Linked DNA regions of Mus musculus: region 1 is linked to region 2. A link is a contact called in public Hi-C data. All regions are on one chromosome and are shown on one strand. Each heading gives the region's core, a stretch centred on a gene start, on an enhancer-like site or on the middle of the called end of the contact. The rest is flanking DNA. Distances are from core to core; before and after follow the strand shown.

The links. Hi-C and Micro-C count contacts between places; a contact is called where the count stands out from the background.
Region 1: a contact with region 2 is called in a Hi-C map of erythroblasts, with 2.5 times the contacts expected there. The contact joins two enhancer-like sites. A contact is called at or near these places in 2 of 484 Hi-C or Micro-C datasets (the G1E-ER4 cell line and erythroblasts), 1 of 115 datasets of contacts at active chromatin or transcription factors (embryonic stem cells) and 1 of 9 other capture datasets (embryonic stem cells).

Annotation. Positions count from the first base shown.
Region 1 is chr10:41,147,893-41,150,592 of GRCm38.p6, reverse strand. No RefSeq gene overlaps it. Among named protein-coding and RNA genes, the nearest start is that of Gm32411, 11 kb to the right of the region's middle. Within about 2 kb of position 1,257, at least 2 of the 459 cell types and tissues checked have an H3K27ac peak or open chromatin away from gene starts, as enhancers often do. A contact at or near this core is called in erythroblasts, where this site is marked.
Region 2 is chr10:41,017,713-41,020,589 of GRCm38.p6, reverse strand. No RefSeq gene overlaps it. Among named protein-coding and RNA genes, the nearest start is that of Gm48057, 16 kb to the left of the region's middle. Within about 2 kb of position 1,484, at least 1 of the 459 cell types and tissues checked has an H3K27ac peak or open chromatin away from gene starts, as enhancers often do. A contact at or near this core is called in erythroblasts, where this site is marked.

The DNA of each region.
Region 1 (2,700 bases), core at 8-2,507, 130 kb before region 2:
TTTTTTTTTTTTTTTTAGTTTTTAGTTTTTCAAGACAGGGTTTCTCTGTATAGCTGTGGCTGTCCTGGAACTCACTTTGTAGACCAGGCTGGCCTCGAACTCAGAAATCCGCCTGCTTCTGCCTCCCGAGTGCTGCGATTAAAGGCATGCACCACCATGCCCGGCTCAAAAAAAAATCTTTAAAAAAAGAGAGACTTAGTGTCAGAGTTGAGTGTTGACATCAGAGAATAGAACTGTTGCTGGGTGGTGGTGGTGGCGGCGGCGGCACACGCCTTTAATCCCAGCACTTGGGAGACAGAGGCAGACGGATTTCTGAATTCGAGGCCAGCCTGGTCTACAAAGTGAGTTCCAGGACAGCCAGGGCTATACAGAAAAATCCTGTCTCGGGGAAAAACAAAACAAAACAAAACTGTTGATGTTGGAATACTGTTTGTTGTTGGGAAATACACACACACACACACACACACACAGAGAGAGAGAGAGAGGGGGGGGGAGACAGACAGACAGACAGAAGTAAATAAATGATATAGATGATATATAGATGATAGGGATAATAGAGATAGATGAGTGTGTGTATGTGATATTACATCTTGTATGCACATATGTGTATATAAATGATATAGATGATATATAGATGATAGGGATAATAGAGATAGATGAGTGTGTGTATGTGGTATTACATCTTGTATGCACATATGTGTATATACATTAATAATTGAGGATTAGTACTTAGCATGAGTTGGCTTTAACTGGGATATTATAATTTTGTTAATCATTGGAAATTCTATGTTAACATTATTTCTGTTCAAAACTAGGGTCCTTACACAGGACAGAGGTTTATAGCTGCTGTAATAATACATGACTTCCTTCCAAAACTGGAACATAAAAGGTCACCCACTTGATCTTCGGTTGGATTTTTCCCTCTGGGGACCCTTTCTGGAAGCCAGTGCTGTACTGTGGCATACCTCGGCTCCAAGGCAGAGCCACACTGTGATGCTCAACTGCTAATTGTCTCAGATGAGCCCAACTATCAAGTTATCTCTGCTGGATCCCTGCCATATGAATAAAGACACTTCCAGATGTTTTCAGTCCCAGATGTTTGAGACCTGCCAACCTTTTAGACTCTTATCTCAGGGCCCCCAGAATTCTGGAAACATGCCACCCTGTTGGTCCTTATGCTTAGTGTTTGACCCACAAAACAGTTGAATATAATCCTGTGGCTGTTAACTTTACGCTATGTACTTGGGGTAGTGCTTCTTTTTTTCTTCTAGCCAGCAATAGTAACTAGAACATTGTGTCTTCAGCACTGAATAATGACCAGCTGCTTAAAACTCTTTTTTATATTTTGAGTGAGCCTATATATTGCCAAGACTATTATATTGAAAATCTATATAAAAACTCTGTTGTCATGGGGATGGAGAGACGGCTCAATGGTTAAGAACACTTGTTGCTTTTGAAGAGGACCAGAGTTTAGTTCCTAGCACCCAAGTCCGGTGATTCACAACCACTTTTAAGTCCACTTCTAGGGAATTTGATGCCTTCTTAACACCTCTATGGGAACTCACACACAAGTGTATATACATGCACAGAGATGCACACACATACATTTGGAATTAGATAGTCATAATTCTGTGGACTGTTAAGTAATGAAAGAGCATTGATTTTTTTTTTTAGCATAAAACTTATGGTTACTTAGAACACAGGAAAAAATGTATGGCAATTGCTTGTTCTGCAAAACACATCTTTTTATTCTCAGTGAATTTCAAGACTTCAGTCAAAGGTATTCAGGCATTAATTTCGATGGCTAAGTTGTCACCTCTTGCCTCCAACTCAATGCTCTACACTCCTCTGATTCCAGATCTTTTGAGGAAGGGGCATAAGGGACAGGGAAAAATACTAGCTCTATCTGCTGCTGTCCTGCCTTGGTTTCATGTCTGTTTGGCAGGCATGCTTGGGTCCTCATGGGTCACGTGTATCACACGCTTGAGGGTTTGTAAGAGGTTTCCCTCAGCATAATTACATCAAATAAAAGTGCAGTCCTGTGGCTACCACACCCTTGCAATCCACCTGTGTTACAGAAGCCACTAGGCTTCCTACCAGTTCCATCTTTGCACAGATATTTTCCTTCTGGATAGGGGCCAGAACAAACTTAGCTCTCCTCTGTGGCATCCACTTGGCTGCAGGCAATTCTCGCATCTTTAGCCTAATAAAGAGGTGGTGGTGGGGCATCAGTAAGTGCCTCCTTTCTTTGCCCTGCTAACTCTAACCCGTCCTCCTTTTCTGTTCACAGTGGGTTCAAAATGCAATGTTAAAGCAAACGGCCAGAGAAAAGAGGCCTCTCTCCTAGCACAGCACTGGGTCTTTCTGTACCTTGGGTGTTGGGTGGATAGACTGGTGTGGGATATAGATAAAGGTGACAGAAGCAGGCGACAGGGGCAAAATGCTGGGGTTGGGGTATTTGGAGCACTGACCATGGGTAGGGGGGAAGCAGGTTTGAGAGCCACTGTTCTTTAGTCCTGATAAGTAGACAATAAGAAAAATTCTTACATTCTGATTAAACAATTATGGGCTGTTCTCTGCAAAAGAATTAAATGCAGTTATTTAAAATCCAAAGACCACTTAGTAGGAAGTAATTATTGATATATATTTTATGATATGTTGCTAAAAGAAACTGAAACCATGTAACACCACATTTGTAAG
Region 2 (2,877 bases), core at 235-2,734:
CCGTAGAGAAACTGGGAACTTTATCCGTTTATAGTGCACCATTACAGACTGTCACACTCTTGTAAGACTTGGTTTATCCAAATATCCAAAGCTTAATAAAGTTAATAAAGACAAAGAGGGTAGACATTTATCTTCAAGTCAGTAGCTGTTGAGTAGACCTTTGGAATTTATCTGGGAATTTATCTTTTAGAATTTATCTGGTGTTGAACACAGCTCACAAAAACATAAGTAGTTAGATATATACCTCTGTGTCAGCTTCTGAGTTTATCTTCATGAACTTTTCATAACATGAAAATCCATCCTAATCCAATATATTTGGAGACCTGCTGTTGCCTCCTTAATCTAAAAAGAAGATACAGTGATAAACAGAGTGCTCAGTGAGGCTAAGACATTCTATAATTATCTCTTTAGTTGGTTTATACCACATGGTCACCTTAACCAAGATTGTGGTGAAGTTGCAGGTATGTACTCTCTAACCTTAGTAAAAATGGCTGCCAGCCGCACGCTTGCCTCCATCATGATGAGGTCATCAGCCAAGGTGAAGGAAAGCCACATGGTTGCTATTTAAAAACATCAATTTTCCTAAACAAAAATTGAATTTAAGTTTTTAAAAAATGAATCACATAAGATTCAACCTTTTGTTACAAGTATTAAGCTAACTTTTTATTATAGATTTTGCAGATTCTTTAACCACACTTAATGAATTTACAAATCCCCAAATAAAAAAGTATCTACATACTAGTCTTAAAAGACTTCTTGAGAGCAGAATGTAGAGAAATCTTAGAGATAAAAGATTTAGAAGAGTGGAAAATAGGGAGTTTGGGAGTTGTAGAGCAGATAAAACTTAGATAAAAGAGGTTTGGGGATCATTTATTTGTGCGGTGGCAGAAGTGTTAGGATTTGGGGGATGAGTGTGCCAATTTTGGGCCGTTGCCTGAGTTGTTCTGAGACCAAGCTCTTTGCAGTAAGATTTCAAGGCTTTAATAAAAATCCTATGAGTCCAAGGAGGAAATTGATTCTAAGGGGAAAAGGAAAAAGGGTCGTAAACCTGAACTCCTCTGGAAGAGTTCCTATAAGGTCCAAGAGGGAGCTGAGCATCAGAAAACGGGGTTGCAGTGAAGAATTCCACCTATGGAAGGATTCCAGCACCATACTGTAGAGGCCCAGAGAGCATAGAGAACCTGCAGACCATAGCACGAAGCTTGGGGATGGGATGGGGCGGGGTGAGGAACCATGAGGGACAAGGGTCACAATTTATAGGCCCAGGAGGGTGGGAGGGTGTAGCTGTTAGGAAGAGGGGTAACTGTTTTAATAAAGAGCTGCCCAGGAAGAGTAGCAGGCTCCAGGAGCTGAAGAGATAGAGAAGACATATACAGAGTAAGAGAAGAGACACTACGGGTTAGAGAAGGTGGAGGGAGGAAGCGGCTGAAAGAGGCAGATGCCAGAATTTAGAGATTCAGATGCTAGGGGAAGAGAAGCCCCGCCCCCAGGCTGGAGAGGTTTAAGGTAGAGGGCGGGGCGAGAAGTGCTGGGAGGAGCCACTGGTACAGAGTTTCTTTGAGTTTCTCCCAGGTTTCTTTTTTTTTTTTCCCATTTTTTATTAGGTATTTAGCTCATTTACATTTCCAATGCTATACCAAAAGTCTCCCAGGTTTCTTTGGGACTTGACATCTGCCATTCTCATTTCTCTCTCATTAGCCTTCCAATGTACAGAAACTGTTGACCACACAGGCTTGTCACACTCACATGCCAGGTTCTCCCTCCCCTCTGATGACAATAGCTTGTGTCTAGTTGACATGGAACTAACCAGTGCACCTGGCCTGTGAATCCTCCATGTCTCTGCCCCTCCCTGATCATGAAATCTCTGCTTCATCCGACCCACAGTTTCTGCTTTGAAAAGCTTGGTGCTTTAAAGGCTACAGCTACACGTTAATGGAAGTGTATATTAAGCTGTAAAACCCTCCAAATTTGCTCTTATGAATCAATATTTTAATCAAAGTCAATTTTTAAATTAAAAAATTTTAGGCTATTCTAGATCATTTGCATTTCTCTACCATTTTTAAAAATCAGTTTGCCAATTTCTGCAGAATTCCCTTTGGGCTTTTTCCCCTTTCTCCCTCCCTCCCTCCTTCCCTCCCCCATTCCCTCCCTCCTTCCCCCCCTTCCTTTCTCCCTCCCTCCCTTCCTCCCTCCCTCTCTTCCTTTCTTCCTTCCTCCCTCCCTCCCTCCCTCCCTCCCTCCCTCCCTCCCTTCCTCCCTCCCTCCCTCTCTCCCTCCCTCCCTCCCTCCCTCCCTCTCTCCCTCCTTCCCTCCCTCCCTTCCTTCCTCCCTCCCTCCCTCTCTACCTCCCTCCCTCTCTCCCTCCCTCCCTCCCTCTCTCCCTCCTTCCCTCCCTCCCTCCCTCCTTCCCTCCCTCCCTTCCTTCTTTGATTCAGAGTCTCACTCTGTAGCCCAGGATAGCCTGAAACCTGTGCTCATCTTTCTGCTCCAGCCTCCTGAGCACTGAGAGCCCAGGTAGGGTCCACCAGCACACCCAACTACCTCTGATATTTTCATTGTAAATACATTTAGTCTGTAGATTAATTTGGAAAGAATTGACATTTTAAGAACAACGAATCTTTCCACAAACATGGCATAATCTCTCCACTTACTTATCCATTCACACTGAGTAGAAACCGTACGTGGAAGTTGGAATTCGGATCTTTTCTGGTGGAAGGGACAGACAATTTTGTAAGGTGCTTTCATTGTGAAGAAGTTTACAGTCATGAGTGGAAATAACCAAAAATACTGTCTAGTACTCCATGCTGCTAAGTGGTCATGTTTGGTAGCTTAGGATACCAAATGCATTTTCAGCTCCTGCCAGTTTCAACTTGTAGT